Linked DNA regions of Sus scrofa: all the other regions are linked to region 2. Evidence: chromatin contacts called from public Hi-C and promoter capture Hi-C data. All regions are on one chromosome and are shown on one strand. Each heading gives the region's core, a stretch centred on a gene start, on an enhancer-like site or on the middle of the called end of the contact. The rest is flanking DNA. Distances are from core to core; before and after follow the strand shown. Region 1 holds the start of NRP2 (neuropilin-2). Region 2 has its middle 190 kb from the start of PARD3B. Region 3 overlaps NRP2 (neuropilin-2).

Region 1 (4,236 bases), core at 194-2,693, 1.3 Mb after region 2:
AAGAAAGAAAGAAAGAAAGAAAGAAAGAAAGAAAGAAAGAAATGGAAGGTAATCTTTAGACCAGCCAGGGGATATGCTCACTGGAAGAACTCTCCAGGCCTCGGTTAAATGCCCTTTCAAACCAGGCATCTAAGATTAACAGTGCGATAGGCAGCCTGTGGATTTACACGGCACTGTAAAATCCTTCCATGGCTTGGCTCAACTATTTGCAAATCACTTCTGATTCAATTTTGTTTTGGTTATCTCAGTGTAAATAACAGTTAAGTGGGAGTTACAGATTTTTCAAACACTAAAAGTGATAAACAAAGCTAATGGCAAGTCCAGATAAGGAGGAAAACCACCCAGAAGAATCCACAAGTACAAGCAGAGAAATAAATGGGATAGTCAGATGTGTGTGTTTCTTGTCACTGAAACTTTATTTTTCTTAATCTGCCGAGTGGCAGAAAAGGTATACGCAGAGTGTTATTTAGACTGTTCCTGTAAGAGTCTTTATGACAATGCAATAATAGGTGCCTAGTGAAGCAAGACAGTTTGGAACCCACAAAGCCATCCTCAGAAACAAAGATACAAGTGTTTTCCCAACTGTTAGCTCGCAGCTCCCTCTAAACAGTTTTCACGCCTCCATTTAAAAATAGTTGGCATAATGCTGTTTTGTTTCTCTCGGCGTGGTGACCACATTTCCATGGGGAAAATGTGATTAGAAGTAGTTACAGTAGCAGTTTGAGAAGCCTTCGTGTGCCTGGACTTTTCTGGAGGGTTGGGGGAATCCAATGTAATTACCTGCAAATTTTCTTTGAAGAAAGTCTTTCCCCTTCTTTTGATGGTTACAAGTTAGGAGCCCAGGGAAAACTCAATCTTCCCCCAGAAAAGAAAGCAGTATGTCTGGGACACCAGGAAGGCACCGAGTAGTAAAACGCAGGTTGTGTTTGGGGTTTTATTCAGCCGGGGCTGACCGTATGTGTCGCCGCCACGCACTGCTGCCTGTGCGAACGCATGGCTGAGCTGCCGCCTGGCTCTCTCCCTACTTCAAACACCGTTCGCCACCCAACTCCTCTGGCAACGCCATTGCGCGTGGCACTGTGTTGGATTCTACGTGTGTGGCACCGGAGTCAGGGAATCGGGGGAGAAAAAGAATTTCCTCCGTTTCCCGCGGAGTCTCCCTCGGGCGGGGGCGAAGCCGCCAAGGGCAGTGCGCCCTGGCGGTACCCGGGGGCGCTCCTTCTCTGCAGCTTTACGCACGGGCGGCGCTGCGCAGCCAGGCACAGTGGTGCCCGGGGTGGGCGGGAGGTGCCAGGTGGCCAAGGGGCCGTAGGGTGGGAGCTGCCTTAACTTTGATCCGGCCGCGGAGGGGGTGGGGGGAAGCCGCCGCCGCCGCCCCGCCCGAGCTGGGTGCCGCGGCTCTCGGCTCTGCGCCGCGCGTCTCCGCGGCTGCCTCTTTAATCAGGAACACAGAAGGGGCGGGCCCTGAGCCGGCGCGTAATCGGATAGCTCTGCCGCGGCTCTGACATCCACATGCTGCTCGGCCTGAAAAGGCAGGGGGGAGCCGGAGGGGAAGCAGAGAACGCGAGCGAGGCACCAGCCCGCAGCCCGCCCCCAGCACATCCTCAGACGCGCAGACACTGGGCAAGGCGCTGGGCGAGGTGGAGGTGAGGGCGGGCGCGAGCGAACTCGGAGAGGGGCTCGCTCACTCCCAGGCGATCCCAGCCGCCGCCGCACCAGCAGCAGCAACAGCAGCCGCCGCCGCCGCCGCAGCTTCCTTCCTCAGACTCCCCTCGTGAGGCTGGCCGAGCGGGTGTAGCCGTTAGGGAAGGCTCCCGCTAGGGGAACGCAACGAGGGCAAGAACTGGGCGGCCGCCTCCCACTCGGGCCGTCCGGCGGTCGGTGCCTCCGCCCGCGTGTCGGTCCCGGGTGCCGGGGGATGTGTGTCAGTTTACGCCTCTGAGATCGCACAGCTGCCTGGGGGCCGTGTGATGCCCAAGGCAAGTCTTGGCTTTTATTTTTATTATTTTTGTCTTGTTTTACCCTTGGCTTACGGGAAATATTCGTGATGTTGTAGGATAAAGGAAATGATACTTTGAGGAACTGGAGAGGACATAGATGCGTTTTGTTTTTAGGAGAGGAAACGCGTCCTCTCTTCTTGGCTTGCTCCCTCTTTGCTGACTTCAGGAGCGACCCTCCTTCCTCCTGGTGAGGTGGGGACCCAGCAAGAAGAAAGGTGAAGACCGGCCGCCAAGAGCCAGGAGGGAAACACTGACCAGTAGAAACCTTTGCAGAGGACACTGCAAGGAAGAACACAAGAGAGAGAAAAACACAAAAGACTTCTAATTGTGCAAGAAAGCTACCAAAACAGCTCTGGAGAAAGCCTCCTTCTCCAACATGGATATGTTTCCTCTCACCTGGATTTTCTTAGCTCTCTACTTTTCAGGACTCCAAGTGACAGGCCAACCAGGTAAGCCCCTGAACGGTTTTTTTTTTTTTTTCCCCAATCTATTTCAGCATGCCTTTACCTTTAAAAGCAACTGCTAATGCAGGGGGCCACACGCAATAGCATAGAAGGAGGATGCTCGATACTGAATTATTTAGAGAGAGATCCCTCCCTACACCACCACCAGCAGCAGCACCACCACCAGCACCACCACGGCTAAAACTCAACTTTTCTCTCCTGCTAGGAGTGTGTGAGTGTGAGTGTGTGTGTGTGTGTGTGTTTTGAAACATAGACAGAATTTGGCGGTGTTCAGATGTCACATATGGACTGAATCAAAGGTTTAAAAATACTACAAAGCCTTTGCATTACAGTTTTGGGGAATTTTTTTTCCCGTCTTGAAGCAGAACACATCTCCCATGAGTTTCTTCAACCTAGCCAGCAAAATATAAATCATTTGCATTCTCTCCACTTAGCTACACTCATTGAGCAATGCTAACTGAAGGGCCTGGGAAGTACAAGAGTCTAGTTTGGGTTTTCCAATGCTGTAGATTCTTTGAGGAATGTGTGGGTGAGCTCAGAATTGTTGGGCTCAGGCTGATGGAGTAACTTGCCTAGCGGCTGAGCTAGGGGCTTGGGGCTGGGTGCTGCTGGCAATCGAGGTGGTTGGCTGTCCAGCTCTCTTTCCTGCATCCATGTGTTTTCTGGGGAAGTAAATCATATGTTCTTTTAAAAAAATTATTAGATAAAACAAACTGTGTGGCTCTCAAAGGTCTCTCACTCTTGTGAAGTGGTTAGAAACTTTGGAGTGGAATTTGTTCTCAACCACTGCCAAAAAGGGTGTGTGGACAGACTGCAGAGATAAGCATTGCAAGGCCCAGAACAGTCTGGGGCCAGAATTTGTGGAGGGAAACCTGGCTAGGGGTACATTCTCAGAGAAGGGCTCTCTGGTTCCAGGGACTCCAGTGGGGCTTAATCTTGCTTCCCTACCCTATTCTCCAGGGTCACCCTCTCTCCCCTCTGACAGCAGTGGCTGGCTTCTGACAAAACTCAGAAACTGCTACAGGTGATGGAGAATGGGAAAGCCATCCCTGGAGGCACCAGGGACAAGAGCAAGAGAGAAGACAAGCCTTCCTGAAGTGCTTTTACCCGGAGGCACTTCTAAGGCTGCCTGGGCAGTGGGAGGACTAAGCCCTTGCAGCCTCCCCAGCCCTCTTTCATCACAGCCATGCGAGTGGATCCTGTGGGAGCCTGGGACTCTAGTTCTCACTCCTCAACACATGAACACACACCACTTGAATCTTAGGTGTTTATTTGAGGGGAAGGAAGATTCAGGAATGCCCTTGCTATCCAAATCCACAAGGGTGCTCCTTCTTCTCTGCCATAACTGATCTTCAGGGCAGCTGCAAATCTTATCAAAGAGATGGGCGCAGGTCCCACTTGGGGAGATTTACTGTGGCTCCCCATTCCCTGTGGCCTTAATTCTAAGTTCCCAGCTTGAAGCGAAATTAAATTACCTCCCACAGACCTGAAAGCTGCATAAATTATGTATGTTTGTGTGATCCGCTGTGTGTGTGTGTGTGTGTGTGTGTGTGTGTGCGCGCGCGCGCGCGCGCTCAGAATGCCCACGGTACATTATGTATTCAGGCACGGACTCCGGTAGGCCCTGGCGCGGGAGCGCGCGCACACTGGCTCACACACCGGCACACAAACAGACACAGAGACACACACATGCGCGCGCGCGCGCGCGCGCACACACACACACACACACACACATACATAACTTCAGGTTCTGTGAGATGTGCTGAACGGGA
Region 2 (4,653 bases), core at 557-3,056:
GGCTCACAGATACCAATGCTTGGCTGTATTACAACCTGAGCAAATTGTAATGTATATAAAACATGACATTTTACAATAACAAATGCTCTAATAGAGGTTAAAACAAAAGCCTATGAGAACACAGAAGATGGGGCACACAGACTTTGCCTGGAAGAATCATGGAAACATAACAGAGGAAGAATATTGAGGTTTGAGGAAACCAGTAAGAGTTTGGATAGCAGAGAAAAGGAAAAGGAAAATATAGAAAGCAAGAACACTTGTGCAAGGCCAAGAATCATGCAAAAGCAGCGTGCATTTGGGAACGAGTAAGAAGGTCCTGGGGCCTGTATTCAGGGGCTGGGGAAGGTGGTGGAGGGGAGGCGAGAAGATGAGGCTCCACAGCTGGGGAGAAGTGACATGTGAAAGGCCCACATGCTCTGCCAAGGAGTTAATTCATTTTGAAGACACTAGAGAGATGGAAGAAGTCTCAGACCAGGGAAGACACACAATTGGATTTCGTTTTTAGGAAGATAACGTGAGCACCAAGCTGGCAAATTGACTTTATGTCAAATGCCAGTTCCAACTGATCGGTCATGAGAGCTGGAAGGACAATGCTAAGAAAGACTATGTGGTCAGCTCTGTCTGGGCTTAGCAGTGAAAGTGCCATGACCAATTAGCTCTGTCTGCTAGGGACAAGGGAAAAGGGAAAGAGTGACAAAGCTGCTGTGTGTTTCCTAATGCTGCCCTGGCTGACCCCGTGGAGGAGAAACCTCATGGAAGAGAAACCTCCTGGAAGAGATCATCATCAGGAGAGCAATGATTTCACTCATCTGCACAAGAGATGGTGGATGTTGGTGACATCACAGAGGTAGAATGGAGCAACCAGAATCAGAAGAGATTTCAGAGGTAAAAGCAGTAGGAATAGTTAGGAATGGATGAGATCTGAGCACTAAAGACATCTCTGGCTAACAAGCCAGAGGGAGGATTGCTTTATTTATTTATTTATTTATTTTGTGGTTTCCTTTTTTTTTTTTTTTAATTTTTTTCTATTGTTATTTCCCCAATACAACTTTTTTTCTACTGTACAGCATGGTATTTTTTACATTTTTTGGCCCCACCCAAAGTATGTGCAAGTTCCAGGGCCATGGATCGAACCTGCATATGGCAGTGACAATGCTGGATCCTTAAACCACTGAGGCACCAGGGAACTCCAGAGAAGGACTGATTTATGATACTGGCGCCAAACCCTCTTGGCTTCTGTGTATAGCTCATAAGGGGGCACGATGACTCAGCAGTTCCGGGAGCTGCCAGGGCACAGCCAACAATTCTTGCCACCAAATCACTTTCTGGTGTCTGTGGCCCTGGCTGCTTACTCTAGCAGTCCTTGTGATTTATTCTCTGGGCAGCTCTCGGAAGTTGAAAGTTCCTCCTAGAGCCCAAAACAGGAAGCATCGCCCCTCACCTGGCCGAGGGGCCAGGAAGGGATGTGTGTACTCTGACACACCAGCAGTGTAAGTTCCCATTATGTCAGCAGTGTTTACCATCCCCAGGCTCTTCCTGTGACATAGGAGCACAGCTAAATCTCTTCACCAGCAGAGAGGAAATGAGTAACGTCAGGAAATCATTCCTTCTCCCTCCAACTCACCCCCCAAAATGGAGACAGACACTGTTGAACTTTCACTAAAAATATCAATTCCACCTAAAAATAAAGTTCCTCAACTCTGCCCTGGCCCCAGGAAATCCTGACCAAAGCTCGTCTTACATCACCACTAGCCTCAGTCAAGGAGCCTCTCTGAGCCACACCCTACCTATCTTCTTGGCTTCAAGTTCATTTGGAAATCAATCCCCACTTGCCTCCCCCTCCAAAGAGAGGGTGAAGAATAGCTGGACACAGTTGTCTCCAACAGGAGTCTTCCCCAGGGATGAACTGGTCTTCCAGAACTCTTCCACCAGCACACACACCCAAATGGGTTTGCTTCCTGTCTGGTTGACTTCCTCCAGGCTCATTAGGGTTTCAGTGTCATTTTCCAGAGCAGGAAAGAGAGTGCAGGAGTGGGACCTTTAGCAGCCACGAATGGACGTGCAGCCGCTGACCTGGAGGAGACAGGGTCTCAGTGAAGCCATTTTTTAGGAAACCATTGACAGGCAGTTGAAGTTTTTGGTGGTGGCGCTATTCCTGCAGCTGGTTCCTGGGGCACGCGGTTTGCTGCAGAGTTTATATCCTGTCTTGTGCTAAGAAGCCACAACTGAAAGCTGGTATTTGCCTTTGAGGAGGGGAGAGGAGGCTCCTGATTGGCTGGATTGATCTAGAGGCAGAATGGGGAAGAAATGCCTGAACCCCAGTCCAGGAGGAAGATTGGAAGAAATGAAATAATTCTGTATTCAGCCCTTAACTCCTCCCTTCCTAGAAGTCTCCCTGATAACTGAACTGAATTATTAGCTTTATTTCCCCAACAAAGAGGCAGGAAGGTCTCAAACAGGGACCCCGACTCCAAGGGAAGTAGTGCTGCATAGTGGAGGAAGGCTTTGAAGTTAAACTCCTGGATTTCAATTCTGTCCTCACCATGTACAGCTGTGTGATGTTGAGCTAGTTACTTAGGTTTTGTAAGACTCCTGATTCTCAGCTATAAAATTTGGGAGGTGGCATGAAAGATGAATTAAAATATGAAATGCACAGTGGTCCATGCATAGTCGTGCTCCAGGGCCTTCCCTATCTATTTTCCTTACTGACTGCCTTACCACGTGGCCGAGACATTTCTAGTGCCGGAGAATAGGACAGGCAGGGCACCATGGAGCAGCACACTCCGTGGGCAATGAATGGATCAGGAGTGGTCGGTGGATGGGAAGGGCAGGTACGCTCAGTAAAGAATCTAAACTGAGAACTGTGCGGCAGAAGGCATCCTTTCGTTGCGAGTTCTCAGTCCCGTCGCCAGAGCCCTGGAGAAAGGGGAAGGAAACTGACTGCAGGGGCAACCAGGGGGCGTGCACATGAGGCCGCGCTGGGCTCAATGATGCCTGCCCAGGCCTCCCTGTCTGCTGGAGCACTGTCTCCTGAAGGGCCCCAGGGAAGGGTTTTGTGGTCACTGCCAGCCTGGCCCCTGGCAACTTGGCAGGCAAAGAGACTCTAGCTACCTCCCCCACCCCCGTGGCCCAGCAGCAGCAAAGGGGCCGTGGCCAGTGTGTCTGCAGCACTGTGATGGGGATGCGACAGAATTTCAGACTATCAGGGGGCAGTGCAGGAGACCAGGAGGTGGGTACAGGATGAGAACTGTGAGGACAGTTTAAAAGGAGAAAAATAAATTAAGTTTGTAGGTTCAAATGGAGCTGTTGAACTGAAGACTTTGGTGATTTGGTGGGGGTGAGGGATGGGCTGGGCTGGGCTGGTGGTGGCTATAAGCAGGTGTCCGTTTGTTTCTCCTGACTGCCTTATGGTGCTCCTTAGTCTGAGGTTCCTCCACATCAGGTCTAAGATAAAGATCAGATTCCATGATGTGCCGTAGCATTCCCCCTCCCCCAAAGATCATCTATTTATCTATCCATCAATCTGATCGATCAATTGATCAATGTAGATACATATACAGTTGGCCCTTGAACAATATGGGTTAGTGGCACCAACCAGCCATGCAGCTGAAAAATCTGCACATAACATATAGTCAGCACTCCCTGTACACCGTTCTTCTTATCTGTCATTTTGCATCCATGGATTGAACCAACTGCTGATAGTGTAGTACTTTAGTATTGAAAAAAATCCACATATTACCCATGTTGTTCAAGGGTCAACCGTGTATGATATATATACTATATCAAAACAAACAACAATAAAACCCTGTAATGACCAAGAAGAAAGCAAATAGGAAAGAAAAGAAAAAGAAAAACCACATTAGGTCACATGAAAGGCACAGGGTCACCTGTGAACCGCCTCTGGAGTATCCAGGGCCCAGGGCCCTTCTTTCCTTCAGGCAAGTCAGTGCCTCCTGGAACTGAGGAAAATTCATGGAAGCAGGAGACAGCAGGGAGACTAGAGGGGTGCCCCTGATATTAATTAGAATTTCAGCTTCCTGAGAGCAGGGATCTTTGTCTCTGGTTCAGTGAGGACCACAAGTCCCCACAACACTGCCTGGCACTGTTAGCGTCTCACTAGTTATTTGGTGACTTCACTTGCTAATTTCACCCTATTGAGGACCAGTGTAGTGTAAAAATGCATCATTTTTCATATCTGTAACTACTCTGTAGTTAAGGTTTCATTTCAAATGTCGGGTGTCATTCCAGACGCTTATTGTAGTTAATGCCCTTACTCCTAACGGTTGAGGGAATCAAACCCATATGTATCAAATTCTCTTTCACAAACTTTAATGAGGCCACACACTGGTGTTAGATTATTCATTGACATTCATCATGGCCCAGTAGTAATTTCAAAGCTGTACAGACTGTCACAGTCAGATTCCGCCCTTTTCCTCTTAGTCAACAACACAGACCCCCAAAGATTGGGGTTTTTCTTGGTTTTGAGGGTCATGACAGAGTACATCCCCTAGGGGGCAGTGTGCGCATATGTTTCAGCCAAGCAAGGCGCGCCGCATCTTCAAACTGCTGAGGTAATTGCCACAACAAGAGTTGGGGGTGGGGGTGGGGGGTCTGAGAAACAAAATGCGCTATACAAAGTTGTTCTTTAGGTAG
Region 3 (4,421 bases), core at 619-3,118, 1.4 Mb after region 2:
ATTGGACCCCTAGCCTGGGGACCTCCATGTGCCATGGGTGAGGCCCTTAAAAAAAAAAAAATCAGAAATAAATAAATAAAATCTAATCAGCTGAAAGATATGTTCTTCAAACAACATTTGTCTGGGTGAAACCTTAATTTCCCAGTATGTGTATGTTCTCTGCTAAACCCATAGCCTTTGTTAGTGATGATGACAGCACCTCTCTCACTGGGGCTGCGTTTGCCTGGCTCTCTAAGAAAGGCCAATGCAGGGAAGCGAGAGTGAGGAACAGGCCGCCTGGATCACCCCTCCTCAGCCACCATTCCCTCAGCCACCATTCCTCGTTCTGCTCGAAGTTCGATGCTGGGCTTCCAGTTGCATTTACTAGGGCCAGGCATCATCTAGTAGCACTGCTGGAGACAGAAGGTTTTAAATGTCTTCCATTTGGACAGCGCCCAGCCAAGATTATAAAGGCTTGAAGCATAAACCACCTGGCCAGAATCATCCTCTAGTCTAGCATCCACTTCATCCCCTTCTTATTCAGTTCATGAGAGTGCACTGGCCCTCTGGGTAAACCATGGATGAATAAAACGTGGGTCTGGCCTTCCTCTCAAAATCTAGGGGGAAAAGACAAGCACAAATAAACCAGTCAAGACATAAAGGCCAATGACGCCCACCGGCTGCCATATGTAAAAAGCACAAAAGAAGCAAAGCAGGGAAATAGGCAGGGGGTACCTACTTGATGCAATACTCAAGAAAGGGCTTCAAGCGGATGCAGCATTCGAATCACGGCTCTGAAGGAGCCTTAAAAGTGGGACACACACGTCCATGAATAAACAAAAGACACCCAAACTCTCCCAGCTTTCGGCCACATGGGCCACAACTGCCAACTGGTGTCTCTCTCCCCCAGGCATTTACCAGGAACCTCTGTTTGGGTTTGTGTCCCCCGCAGATGACCGGAATTTCTTGCGGCTGCAGAGTGATGGCCGGAGAGAGGGCCAGTACGCGCGGCTCATCAGCCCGCCCGTCCACCTGCCCAGGAGCCCCGTGTGCATGGAGTTTCAGTACCAAGCCACGGGCGGCCGCGGGGTGGCGCTGCAGGTGGTGCGCGAGGCCAGCCAAGAGAGCAAGCTCCTCTGGGTCATCCGCGAGGACCAGGGCAGCGAGTGGAAACACGGGCGGATCATCTTGCCCAGCTACGACATGGAGTACCAGGTGGGGTGGCGACCCGAGACGATACGGAGATCCAAGGGGATCGTTGTGATCTGTATTTCAGTATTTCAAAGGGCCGTGCCCATTCATCATTAGGGAACGCGGTTAAGCGCCGCTGTTTTCATTGTGTTTCTCACGTTACCATGGCAACTAAATGACACTCTTATTTGTTATTCAGAATGTGCCTATCTCTACCCCCAGACTAGCTTCTTTGTTCCTCTTATTGCCTTTTATATTGCTGAAATCTTCTCCAACAAATGTTTCTTCTCTCCATTTTATTTTAGATTGCTACCAGGTAGGCTGACAAAGGGACACAGAAGCCAGGGAAACAAACACAAACAAACCCTCCACACGCAAGGGAAGAGGCCTGTGGAGCCCCTCAGACTCCCAGGAGGAGGAGAGGAGAGCAGCCTCCTAGCCCTGGCCCAGCGAGTGTGAACACGGAAAGGGGAGGGTAGCTGTATGTGCTCAGGGGCCAGCAGACCAGAGCGACTCCTAAGTGAGTGGTTTCTCTCCCACCAGCTCCAGGAGCTGAGTTCTATTATCTCTGCCCCCACAGAGCAAGAGACCGAGGCACAGATGGGGACACGCAGCTGTGGCTGAAACTTGGGTAGGAGTAGGCACACTGTGGAAGAGGTGACTGAGAACCAGCCAAAGCATTAACCTGCTCCTCCCCAGACAAGAAGCAGCAACAGATGGCTGGTGAGGCGGCCAACTGCTCGCTCAGCTTGCCAGAGGACGTGTGCTCTCGTTTGCGGAGAGAACCGGGGGAGGGCGAGAGTGAGGGCTGCCTGGAGACCACAGAGCAGAGGGGCTCCGTGTGCAGCCTGCAGTCCTGCTCGCTCGCCCGGACCCCTAAGGCATCCTGAGCTCCTCCCCGCCCCCACCCGCCTTCCCATTCAAATGCAATCTCCTGTGTTCAGAGCACTGTATTGTCAGCACCTGTTGGCATGTTGTTTTTTACATTTTTTATTTTTTATTTTTATCATTTTTTATTACTCAATGAATTTATTACATTTATAGTTGTACAGGGATGATCACAATCCAATTTTAGAGGATTTCCATCCCACGCCCCCAACATATCCCCCCACCCTCTCCCCGCCCCCAAACTGCCTCCTTTGGAAATCAAGTTTTTTCAGCATCTGTGAGTCAGTATCTGTTCTCCTGTTGGCATTTTTGTCTCACAGAAAGGTGGTGAGATTCTCCGGGCAGGGCTTTTGTAACTGTCCTGGTGCCTGGCACATAGGAGGTACTCAGTAAACTAGTGGGGAGGGAAAGGCACTTCCCTTCTAGTTGTAATAATGGAGCCACAAGCCAGCATTACCCCCCAAAGTGAATCAAACCTGTCTACTGCATTTCTTCCCTTCCCCCGTCCTGCTCAAGTCCTCCGAGTTTCCAAATGCCTGGATTGGGCATTTGAAAGATTCATGAGGGAAAAACATCAACAGCAGCTACGGAAATTCCAGCTCTCCTTTAAGCATGCTCTGATTGTGGTCCTTTTAGTCAATACCTCCTAATTACTGGACAACAATATCCATCACTTTCATACGTATATATACACACATACATATGTATATATATATCTATATTAATCCCTTCAAATATGCCTTTAATTTGAACCAACTCTTTTTAAATTAAGATTTCAAGCGCCATGGCCATGTGGTCCACAGATGTGTACCAGGTGCAGTAACACACACATACGCGCACACACCTTAAGCTGCAGTTAACAGAAAATTGGAAATCATTGCACTGTTCGGGCCAGCAAGCTCAGTTAACCATGACTCTTTTTCTTTTGGCTTCTAGATTGTGTTCGAGGGAGTTATCGGAAAAGGACGTTCAGGAGAAATTGCCATTGATGACATTCGGATAAGCACCGATGTCCCACTGGAGAACTGTATGGGTACGTGAATATCTGTCTCTTCGTGGCTCTTCCAAGGGCTGGGATGTATAAGAGGAGACTGCACATCATTTTCAAACACAGCTGTTACCCAGTGGGTGGGGCAGTGCCAGTCTGTGCAGGAGGCCAGGGGGGAATGCAGCTGTGTCTTAGGCTGCATTCAGGACGGGAGAGGTGTGAGATGAGGGGAGGGCTTCTGTCCCCACTCCCATTCCGAAATAGACATGCACTGAGGATATGGAGATTCAGGGTGCCAAGACCCCATCATCAGGCTCCAGCTTTTAGCAAAAAAAATGCTGGAGGACAAGAGCAACTGCCAGTCAGAATTACATGCTGGAAAGGTTTGATGGATTTAATGGAAGCCTTCGCTGGTGAGCAAAAATAGTACATACGTTATATCAGAGTGATAACACAATTACCCAAGTCGTTCTTTTACATGAATGAATGGCAGGGCAAACCATGGCATGTAGTGTCAGAGTTTCGATCTTGCTTTGAAGCTAATACCTCTAATGCCTCAGGTCCCAAAGTTGTAGGATTAAACGTTGCATGTCAGGTGACCAGCACGGGAAGGACACTGTCACCTTGGGCAGAAGTGCTGAGCAGCCAGCCCACCTGAGATGCATGTATTTCACCTAGTTCACCCCAAGGGCCATCTCCCATCAGAGCCATGGACATTCCCCAAAGCAAGAGGGAATCCTGAGAAGGAAGGAGACCGACTTCCAGTCTGCAGAGTGACTGTAATAACTCACCAAGTGCTTTTCTTGGCACTTGGGTCCCGGGTGTGTGTGTGGGGCTGATGATATCAGAAGCACCTGGGACCACCCTAGTCCCTTCAGGCAGCTCTGCAGGCCGGGCATCTAAAAGTAATCCAGGCTCTGAGAAAGTAATCAGTGGTAAGTGACTGATTACAATGCTTCGGGGACCCATTATGCTATAAAGGACTTTTTGTTCCCAAGCAACTTTGAGAATCTTTTCCCCATCCACCTGGCCTCCATGATAATGATGTGTTGGACATGGGCTAGAGCCTGTAGAGAACCTGGGATCCTTTCCATGGGGTAGGACAAAAAAGCTCGAGGAAACTCCTCTTCACCATACCCCGTGTTCACCTTCTTTCTTCCCCTTATCTAACTCAACGTTTTTTTCTGTTTCTTTTTCCAGAACCCATCTCAGCTTTTGCAGGTGAGAATTTTAAAGGTAAAAAAAAAAATTTTTTTTTGTAATAAATTTCTGCATGCCTTTTCCTTTCCCCCCAAGTGATGTGAATTTCGTGGAGGCAGTAAACCTCCAAAGTTGACAAAGCTTTTAAGAGAAAATAGATGCCACCTTTTTCACC

What was found. Promoter capture Hi-C pulls out the DNA fragments that hold promoters and counts their contacts. Hi-C and Micro-C count contacts between places; a contact is called where the count stands out from the background.
Region 1: a contact with region 2 is called in a promoter capture Hi-C map of fetal liver, with 7 times the contacts expected there. The contact joins the promoter of NRP2 here to the enhancer-like site in region 2. A contact is called at or near these places in 5 of 5 promoter capture datasets (fetal liver, fetal skeletal muscle, liver and 1 more), 15 of 47 Hi-C or Micro-C datasets (alveolar macrophages, embryonic fibroblasts, fetal heart ventricle and 8 more) and 2 of 2 datasets of contacts at active chromatin or transcription factors (alveolar macrophages and skeletal muscle).
Region 3: a Hi-C map of retroperitoneal adipose tissue shows a contact between it and region 2, with 1.6 times the contacts expected there. The contact joins two enhancer-like sites. A contact is called at or near these places in 2 of 47 Hi-C or Micro-C datasets (embryonic fibroblasts and retroperitoneal adipose tissue) and 1 of 2 datasets of contacts at active chromatin or transcription factors (alveolar macrophages).

The regions. Positions count from the first base shown.
Region 1 is chr15:108,973,260-108,977,495 of Sscrofa11.1, forward strand. NRP2 (neuropilin-2) reads left to right here and starts at 1,444. Exons shown (of 17, transcript XM_021076240.1): 1 at 1,444-2,449. The coding sequence starts at 2,377.
Region 2 is chr15:107,688,770-107,693,422 of Sscrofa11.1, forward strand. No RefSeq gene overlaps it. Among named protein-coding and RNA genes, the nearest start is that of PARD3B, 190 kb to the right of the region's middle. Within about 2 kb of position 1,807, at least 12 of the 83 cell types and tissues checked have an H3K27ac peak or open chromatin away from gene starts, as enhancers often do. A contact at or near this core is called in fetal liver and retroperitoneal adipose tissue, where this site is marked.
Region 3 is chr15:109,057,058-109,061,478 of Sscrofa11.1, forward strand. It overlaps NRP2 (neuropilin-2), which reads left to right. Exons shown (of 17, transcript XM_021076240.1): 13 at 932-1,194; 14 at 2,995-3,091; 15 at 4,247-4,267. Among named protein-coding and RNA genes, the nearest start is that of NRP2, 85 kb to the left of the region's middle. Within about 2 kb of position 1,869, at least 20 of the 83 cell types and tissues checked have an H3K27ac peak or open chromatin away from gene starts, as enhancers often do. A contact at or near this core is called in retroperitoneal adipose tissue, where this site is marked.